2 separate regions of the Canis lupus genome follow, and region 1 is linked to region 2. The links are chromatin contacts, called in public Hi-C maps. All regions are on one chromosome and are shown on one strand. The core of a region is the stretch at or near the end of the contact, and the rest is flanking DNA. Distances in the headings are between cores, read along the strand shown.

Region 1 (4,788 bases), core at 378-2,877, 53 kb after region 2:
CTCTTAAGTTTGGGAATGACTTTCAGATGCTGTCAAACTTATGCCTTAATAATAACATTTGTGACTGCAATACACGGCAAAGGCTACTAAACTTTTTTCTGATTGATGACTAGTAAGTTTTTAAAAACTAATCAGGGGAGACTGGAGGTGCCTGAAATTTCCTATTAGTCTCCACAAAAAAAAAAACAACAAAAAAAAAAACAACACCAAAACCTTATAAAGATACTAGAAGATAAAACCTTTAAACAAGTTTCCTTTTTAGTTAATTTAATTAGCCGTCAAAACTATCCAATTAAGGTCTCCAATCATTTGCAGTCATTGTCCAAGGGTTTCTATTAAGAAACTAATTCAAATACCAGGAGGTAAATCCATTCACAGCTGTATTCTATTGCTTTCACTAAACTCTGATTTACATTTGAACCTTAACAGAAGAAAGGTAAACTTTTAGAATGTGTTAAGATTTCTTACGATGAATTTTGTTTTGCATGTAAAATTCCAGGTAATACCTGATTGTTCTGTACACACTTTGTTAAGGAAGCTGGTATATTGTTTAAACTGAGATGTTAGGGTATTAGGGAACACCACGTTAAAGACTAAATTTACAAGTTTCAAAAGAAGAAATACAAAAAGCACATTACATACAATCCACAGAGCAATAACAAATAGCTTCATTTATTAGGAGCAACAACTATTTCAGCTGTCCTAGTTCATATGCAAAGGTTGACCAGAAGTAGTGTTAAGACGTAAAATTTGCTCTTCTGGAGAACCTAAATTAATAATCAAAAGATGTGGCGTAGAGAATAGTGGATTCTAGTCCCAACTTTTGACTAAATCTTTTCTGGAATTCAGTTTCCTTTTCCAGAAAAAGTACAGGATTAAAGGAGATAAGGTCCAGGATCCTTTCCGTGACAAGCCTTAGATGGCAAAAAACATTTTGAGTAAAACACATTTATAAGCAACTGTTTGAAGAGACAAATCCAAATCCTTCTGATAACAATTTTATTTGGAAAATTTTACGGACTCTTCTTTTTTTTGACAAGTCCTTCAAGAAAAGGGGAATAGAGGGAGGGCTGGGAGTTAAAGCCCTGAGTTAAAGCATTGCTATGAAACTAACTCTGAACGGTACGTAAATATTGCGACCTTTTAAAGTATGGGATCGAGTAAGTGGCCTAAAAACACTGGGTGGACTTGAAGTCTTCCAAAGCAAATGAAGTTTTAGAATTACAAATGCCTCAGCTCGAGCAAGCTCCCCGAAGGAGCTCCAATTTGAAATGCTATGGAACTTCAGGCCTTGCTATGGAACTGAAGGATCCACACAACGAAAAGGCTCTGGCGCTCAGAACCAGAAGACCCGCCAGCCACCGGCCCGCCAGCCTTATCCAGACTAGCCCAACCGGCTCTTACCCAGAGAGAGCTGCTCGCCTCCCGCCAGCCTACGACCTAGACCCGCCTTAGGACTCTGGGAAATCACTCCCCAGTTCCCTGGGGCCTCTTCCCTTCCTCAGGATTCGAGCTTCATTTGATATTCTTATCCACAGTCCCCTTAGCTTCCCAAACAGAAGACTCGGGCAGGTCAGGACCCTCTTTTACCTTCTTCAACTCCAGATCCACGGGAGCCGCCATCTTGGTTCACTCGGTGCGCCTGCGCAGCCGGAGTCAGAAAGAGGGTGGGGGAGGGGCGCGCCTCCTTCTGCGCCTGCGCATGAGTCGGACCAGCAGGGCTTCTAGAAATACTAGGGACGCAGGTTACGTCTTCCTCCACGTGACTTATCAGGCTTGGCACACAGATTTTGAGTGTGGTTTTAAGCACTTTGACAAATAGCTTAGTTTGTGCTCGTTGAATAGAGTTGTATGTAGATAAGGCCAAAACATCTTCAGGCATTCATTACTTCAACGAGTCCCTGTGCTCTCGGGGAAATCCGAGAATCAGCCTACACCTCAAGAATGCCAGTATGGAGAAATCCAGAAGTTTTAGTACGCGTTCTTCCAAAGAATGTATTTCTACTGAAATCTGGTGGAAGACTTTCTAGGCACAGTGGTTCTGGAGAGGCCAAATAAATTTGTTAAAAGAATACAGATTCTCTGGGGGGTACCTGGGTGATACAGTCAGGTGAGGGTCCAACTGGGTTTCTGCTTGGGTGGTGATCTCAGGGTTCTGAAATTGAGCCCTGAGTTGGACTCCACGCTCAGCAAGAAGTCTGCTTCAGATTCTTCCTCTGCCCCTACCCCCTGTGAGAGTGCTTTCTCTCTCAAATAAATAAATCTTACTAAAAAAAAAAGAATATAGATTCTCTGGTCCTCATCCCAAACTTAATGACTTAAAATCTTTGAGATGGAGGCTTGGAATTTTGTGTTTACACAAACACAAAATGACCTGATGACCTGATGTAAGTCTACCTGCAGACTACATTTTGAGGATCTGCTGTAAAAGACCTGGCAGCTGAACCAGAAGAATGACTAGTAGTTAGACTTTTAGAAACTAGAGATGGAGGTGTTGCCTACATTAAAAATTTGAGAGGGAAGGGAAAGGGCAGGAAATTTGGAGCCAGCCAGATCTGAATTCAAAGCTTGCTCTACCTGGAGCCTAGGTCTGTCTGGTTCCACTTCAATAGCTGTGTGACAATAGAGTTTGCATCTTCATTTATTTTTTTAAAAGATTTTATTTATTCATGACAGACAGAGAGAGGAGCAGAGACACAGGCAGAGGTAGGGAGAAGCAGGCTCCATGCAGGGAGCCCAATGTGGGACTCGATCCCACATCTCCAGGATCAGGCCCTAGGCAGAAGGCAGTGCTAAACCGCTGAGCCCCCTGGGCTGCCCCTGCATCTTCATTTAATTGGAGAGTAACAATATTGACCTCACAGTGTCATTGTAGGGAATAAGTAAGACCAAGAAAAGCTCCAAGTATAGCACTGTGCTCACAGTAGGTACTCAATAGTTAAGTTAATGTAGTTAGCATTATTATTTTTTTTTTGTAGTTAGCATTATTATGTTTGTCTTTCAAGTTCTAGGAAGCAGGCCACCTCTTCCAATATCTTTTTGCTTTTTTGTATCACTCATCACGCAGACCAAAAATAATCTTTCCTCTGAACTCTCTCCAAGGCTACATCCATTACTTTCTCAGGTACATGATACTTCCTACCTGGAAAAAAAAAATTCAGGGGCACCTGGGTGGTTCAGTTGAGCATCTGACTCTTGGTATAGGCTCAGGTCATGATCTTGCCTTTGTGGGATTGAGCCCTGAGTAGGGCTCTTATCTCAGCACAGAGTCTACTCCAGATTCTCTCTCCCTCTCCCTCTTTGCCCCTCCCTCCAGCTAATACTTGCTCTCTCTTCCTAAAATAAATAAAATATTGAAAAAAAGTTCTTAGCAAACTGTAAGCTCCTTGAAATAAAGAACTATGAAATAATGGTTCTCCCACTTATACCCAGGACGCCTATCACAGTACCTCACAGGGAAGAAATACAAAATAAACAGTAAGAATGAATTCTTCAGAAGAAAATTTGTCATTTCGCTCTAATTTGGTAAAGAAAGAAAGGCCTGGGGCAGCCCAGGTGGCTCAGCGGTTTGGCGCCTGCCTTTGGCCCAGGGTGTGATCCTGGAGACCCAGGATCGAGTCCCACGTCGGGCTTCCTGCGTGGAGCCTGCTTCTCCCTCTGCCTGTGTCTGTGCCTCTCTCTCACTCTGTGTCTCTCTCATGAATAAATAAAGAAAATCTTTTAAAAAAAGAAAAGAAAAGCCTAATTCTACACTGAGACCTTCTTAGAACTTCATTATAGATAATAAATAAAATAATTACTGAATATTAAAATTCAAAGAAAGTCTCAGACACTTTCCTGTACATTACCTCATGAGATTTTAAAACACTCCTCATAGAGACATATGTAAAGTAAAAGTTAGAAGCATAGGCTAAGGTATCAGACAACTTGGGTTCAAGTACTTCCTGCACGACTTAAGAGCAGTGTGACCTTAGGAAAGAATCTTCTCTCAATTTTTCTGATCATTGTTCCTTTTGCATACCACTCTTTCCTTCTGAGTTCAATTTTCTTATTGATGAAGTAAATCCTTTAGTAGATTCTTTCAGGAAGAGGCTTAGAGAATAAACTTGGCCTTTATGTTATGGGTTTGACTGTGTCCCCCTAAAAAAGATGAGTTGAAGTAAATCCAAACGTCATCTGTTTGGAAATCAAATCTTTATATTGGTAATCAACCTTAAAGTAAGGTTGTTGAGCTGGCCCTAAACCATTATGTCTTAGTCCTTCAGACTGCTATAATAAAATATCACAGACTGGGTGGCTTATAAACAGCTAACGTTTATTTCTTATAGTTCTGGAGAGTGGAAATTCAAGATCAGGGTGCCAGCACAGTTGGATGAGGGTCTTATTCTGGATTACAGACCTCTGACCTCTTTCTCTGTGTTCTCACGAGAAAAGGTGAAGGATCTCAGTGAGGTCTCTTTTATGAGAACATCAATCCTATTCATAAGGGTTTCTTTCTCATGACTTAAGCACCCCCCAATAGCCCCACCTCCTAATGCCATAATCTTTGTGAGTTAGGATTTCAACAAATGAAGTTTGGGGGTGCACAAACATTTATACCATAACACAATGACTGGTGTCCTTATAAAAAGGGGGACTTTAGACACAGACATGTACAGAAAGAGGACTGTGTAAAGAGGTAGGAAAATGCCATGTGAAGATTATAGTTATGCTTCTGGCTCTCAGAAGCTGGAAAAGGCAAGAAATCCTCTATAGCTTATAGAGGGATAATGACAGTGTCAAAATCTT
Region 2 (5,306 bases), core at 552-3,051:
AGCTTGGCACTCAGGCCAGAGTCTGCTTGAGAATTCTTTCCCCATTCACCTCCCCTCTGCTTCCCCAACTCCTGTTTGTAGTGTGTGCTCTTGCACTCTCTCTCTCTCTCCCTCAAATAAATAAATAAAAATCAAAAAAATAAAAAACTTAAAAAACCCCACAATGAGACACTACTTTGTACCTACCAGGATGACTATAATCAAAACCAGAAAATAAGTACTGAAAACGATGTGGAGATATCAGAACTCTCATATACTGCTGGTGGGAATGTAAAATGATGCAGCTGCTATGGAAAACAGTTCGGCCATTCCTTAAGAAGTTAGAAGCTAAAACTGTCACATGACCCAGCAATTCCACTCCTAGGTGTATACTCAAGAGAAATGAAAACAGGTGTCCAAACAAAACTTCTGAATGTTCATAGCAGCAATATTCACAATAGCCCAAAAATGGAAACAACAAAGGGTGATATACTCCTACAAGGGAATGCTTACTGTTCAGCCATAAAAAGGAATGAAGTTCTGACTCATGCTACAACATGGATAAACCTTGACAACATGGAACTAAGTGAGAGAAGCCAGATACTAAAATCCACACACTGTATGATCCATTTATATGAATATAATAATAGGCAAATCTATACAGACAACAGATAAGACTGCTGGGTGCTGGAGGAGAGGGAAAATGGCCCGTGACCATGGGTAAGGGTTTCTTTTGGGGGGTGATGAAATGTTCTATCAGAGAGTGGAGATGGTTGCACAATATTGCAATTTTATGTTACATGAACTTTACCTCAATTAAAAATAAAAAGAAATTCCCAGTCTTCTCAAAATGCTGAACCAAGAAGAAAAGACAGGGCATAAAAGCCCTGTGTTTAAAAACAAGCATGGTGGAGTGCCTGCATGGCGCAGTCAGTTAAGCCTTCAACTTTTGGTTTTGGCTTAAGTAGTGATCTCAGAGTCTTGAGATTGAGCCCCGAGTTGAGCCCCATGTCAGGCTCTGCACTCAGCATAGAGTCTGCTTGTCATTCTTTCCCCCTCTCCCTATGGCCCCTTCTGGTCATGCTCTCTCTTTCTCTAAAACAACTAAATAAATCTTAAAAACAGGCATAGCAAGGCAAGCTCCTAATGAATTACTTTCACAACAAATCAGTCTTTGCTCTACCCAAAAACTTAAGAGAATCACACACAAATGGGCCAAGGTAAAATAAACTGACGTATTAATTTCTGAAAACTAACTTTAATGTTATAAGTGTAAACACTAAATATTTAGATTAATGAGTTAATTAAGTACTTTGGGAGAACTAATGAACAAACAAGGGTAAGGAAACTTCTATGTGCTCACATTACTACTTTCCAATTGAGGAACATATTTATACAACTAAAAAAATAGAGATATGGCAACCGGAAACCCATAAAAGGAATGGGAACAGTGAAAACAAGCAAGAGCTCAAAGCTACCACAAGCACAGATTGATGACTCATAGGCACCTCCCTTTGCTGATTTGTCTAGGTCAGCAGAGGGCAGAACTGGAGAACTACAAATATACAATATCAAAGAGCTATTTATAAAGCTTTCCCCCCAAATGTGCTTTCTTTTCATTAAGAAAGAGAAAAGGGAAAATAATAGTTATACCTCTCAGTATCACCAAAGATTACTACGGTTCTCAAACTCTAAGCTAAACCTATAGGCCAAACAACCTAGAGTCTTTGCTCACATTGCTTGCAGTACTCTAAAGGGCACCAGGAGGTCAGCTCACATCACCCAGTGACACTTCTCCATCTGGGGTGATCCAGGAGCTCATACCATGATGAAATTACTCTACAGACCAGACGTCACAGCTGCCACTTGTCCCAACTCTACACACACCCAAGTTACCATGGAACTGGTACAAACAGAATGGAGTTTAATATGCTATTAGCTCTGATCTAAGTAGCTGACATAACACCAATTAAATTTATAATGACACTGGAATAATAAAAGAGCACTTGGCACACTTCTTTGCAAACATGATTCAAAGGGTGGTTTTCACTTAGCCCTTTCTTCAATTTCCAGATGCTAGATCACTTAGGAGCCACTTACAATCTTTCTATTCAAAGAGTTGGTGGTGTTTAGGAGGGTTATCATTTCATAAGAAAAGGACTACTAACTTATAAGGCCCAGCTACTAGGAATATTCAACTACAGTACAGCAACCTCCATTTCTTGCAGGGTAAAATGATTATTGTGGTTGGAATCTAGAATCTTGAGTTCCTACTCATCTTCCTCTCTTTCCCTGATTCTAGTTCTGGCTCTATGAAGAATATTTGATCTCTACTTTTAAAACACAGGGAAAAATAAAATAAAATAAATAAAAAATAAATAAAACACAGGGAAAGGCCATGAAATTCATGAGATGGCTTCACCAAGGAATCCATGGCTATTAGGAAATAAGAGCAGCAGAGCAGCAGACATCACTAATCTGCTGGCACTTGCATCCTTGAGCCCCTCAACTAGCCCTACCAATGGTTGTATTTATGCTATGCATGGAAGAAGTCACTGGGCCCTCTGGGCACACTGACATGATATATACTGAAGCTATAGATAATGGGTCCTTTGCTCTTATGGAATACCCTAGAGTAATTTAAATGAGTGAACTACATATATTAGTGTGGGGAGAACTTAAAAAAAAAAAAGTTACTGAAAGATACGAACACTATGATGTTATTTGTTAAATATAAGATGCCAAAAAACATGGAATGGAAAGATACATACAAAAAACTGGACAGTAGTTACTTCTGGTGAATGGGAAGAAAACTGAGGTGGGCCTGGAAAGGAAGTTACAAAGGAGATGTCAATTTCATTAGTATTGTTTTATTTTTGTAAAATAATAATGAAAAAGTAAATATTACAAAATATTAACATTAATCCTGGGTAGTGAACAGGTGTTCATTAAGTTAGCTTTGTATATTTATCTTCAATTTTTTTCCAAATTTAAAAAAACACTTTATCTTATAAACATTTGGTGGCAATATGCTCAATAGTAAGTCGCTCCTGAGCATCCACCATATGTAAACAACAAATCTTCTATTTATTGAGCATTTACTTGATAATAAATGCATAGTGTCAAATGATTTACATGTATAATGTTAAAAGGTAGGCATCTGGCAGGGGGTGGGGGGGGGGCGGTGCCTGGCTGGCTCTGTTGGTAGAACATGAGACTCTTGATCTCAGGGTTGTGAGTTCAAGCCCCACGGTGAGTACAGAGATTACTGCCGCTCCCTCCCTACAAAAGGTAGAAATTTTTAAAAGGAGAAATGCTTATCCTCCTCACCTCCTTTGTTCCTCAGCTATAGCCCTGGCCTCAATTTACTCTCAGGAAGATTAGTGGATTTTCTGACCAGGAAAAAAGTAATGTTGCTCAACCCCTTCTGCTCTGCCAGGATCTGCCTGCTTGCAACAGGTACGTATTTTCCTCATTTGTTTGACAGTCTCAGCGTGCCTCTGCAGCAAGAGACCCGTGGTTGTCCCACAAATGCAGAGATTTGCTGGAGAAATTAATCTCATCAGTATGCCTAATTCTGGATCCATTCAGAAACTGCTGTTATTGCTGCATACTGAAGCCATATTCTTCAACATTATATTTAACTAATAGAGAAAAAATATATAAAAAATTTTATCTCGGCAGCCCCGGTGGCTCCACAGTCTAGCGCCACCATCAGTCTGGGGCCTGATCCTGGAGACCTGGGATCAAGTCCCAAATCGGGCTCCCTGCATGGAGCCTGCTTCTCCCTCTGCCTATGTCTCTGCCTCTCTCTCCCCTCTCTCTCTCTCTCATGAATAAATAAATAAAATCTTTAAAACAATTTTTTATCTCAATCTGCCTTTCAGTTGGCTCCATACTTAGGCAGATAAGAAAGGGATTACTTCCTCTCCCTCTCCATCAATACTGTGGTTGTTAACATTTTATAGAAGAATGGATTTAGGCTTAGAGGCACTAAGTAATTTATCCAATGTGTAGTAAGCAGCAGGGTTGGAGTTCAAATTCATATTTGTCTGATTCCAGAGTTTACATCCTTAATTATTATGTCCAGACATTATGCTGCACATATCCGAGTAAAGAAAAGCAATACCTACTACTTGCTAAAAATCTTCAGGATGAACTAAAAAAAAATCTAAAAGTTAAAACTTTTCTTAGTATATACTGAAAGAGGGTAGGAAAGTGCACATATTTATGTGTGTGCATATGTGAGAATGTATATGGATAAAGTAGTCATTATAAAATCCCTTTAGGAAACTTTTAACCTTCAAAACTAGTAGGCATGTTTGTGTTCACCCATGTAAGGTCCCACCATCCTCAAATATGACTCAAGATACCACAGATGCACAGCAGGGCTGCTTATCTTCTTTGCTGTAAATGAACTGTGTTCAACCACTCCCCTGCAGTACAGAGCACTCAGCTCTGAGCCTAAGCTGATGTCAGCCTCTACCTCCTGCAACCCCTCCCCAAAGGAACAAACCTGCTTCCCTCAGCAGACCAGGTTTGCCCAACTCCAGAGTCAGTACTAGTTAAGAGAAGTCCACAAAGCATTTCTAACTCAAGTGTAGGTAAGCTGACAGCTCCAGCTGCCACCACAAAACCAAGGGCCTGAACAGCCTCCTAACTATGGAGGGAGTAAGCCCCTTCTCAGCACAGGCTTGCCCACATGGGCACTCACTTAGTTCTTTGGACTCAACACTACACACTGTCCACACCTCTGGAAAGAGCTTTACATCCAGCTACAGTGCTGATGGGCTTGGTCCATGAATTTCATTCATTCTTTCTCTAGCTGCCTTTTCTCCTTAGTTGATTAAATCCAGTTCTGTAACTTTAAATGACACCTAGAAACTGACAATTTTTTTTTAAATTTTTTTTAATTTTTATTTATTTATGATAGTTACAGAGAGAGAGAGAGGCAGAGACACAGGCAGAGGGAGAAGCAGGCTCCACGCACTGGGAGCCCGACGTGGGATTCGATCCCGGGTCTCCAGGATCGCGCCCTGGGCCAAAGGCAGGCGCCAAACCGCTGCGCCACCCAGGGATCCCGAAACTGACAATTTTTAAATAATTCTCAATTGTATTTCACTAGCCTGGAGTACCAGATTCATATATCCAACTGTCTATTCAGTACCTCTACTTGGGTATCACAAACCAAACTTTCAATTTGCTTTTAAAATTACTTTTGAAACATTAAGATCAAGTAGGAAAAATTGACTAATGAATGACCAATAGCACATCTGTTCCCATAAACATGTGGAATCTCTGTGAAACGCAGTATACACGGAATGCTG

The links. Hi-C and Micro-C count contacts between places; a contact is called where the count stands out from the background.
Region 1: a Hi-C map of blood shows a contact between it and region 2, with 2.1 times the contacts expected there. The contact joins the promoter of PFDN1 here to the enhancer-like site in region 2. A contact is called at or near these places in 2 of 9 Hi-C or Micro-C datasets (amygdala and blood).

Annotation. Positions count from the first base shown.
Region 1 is chr2:34,645,891-34,650,678 of UU_Cfam_GSD_1.0, forward strand. It overlaps PFDN1 (prefoldin subunit 1), which reads right to left and starts at 1,628. Exons shown (of 4, transcript NM_001252417.1): 1 at 1,591-1,628. The coding sequence starts at 1,623.
Region 2 is chr2:34,592,835-34,598,140 of UU_Cfam_GSD_1.0, forward strand. The region is part of intron 3 of PFDN1 (prefoldin subunit 1); the gene reads right to left. Among named protein-coding and RNA genes, the nearest start is that of PFDN1, 52 kb to the right of the region's middle. Within about 2 kb of position 1,802, at least 3 of the 20 cell types and tissues checked have an H3K27ac peak or open chromatin away from gene starts, as enhancers often do. A contact at or near this core is called in blood, where this site is marked.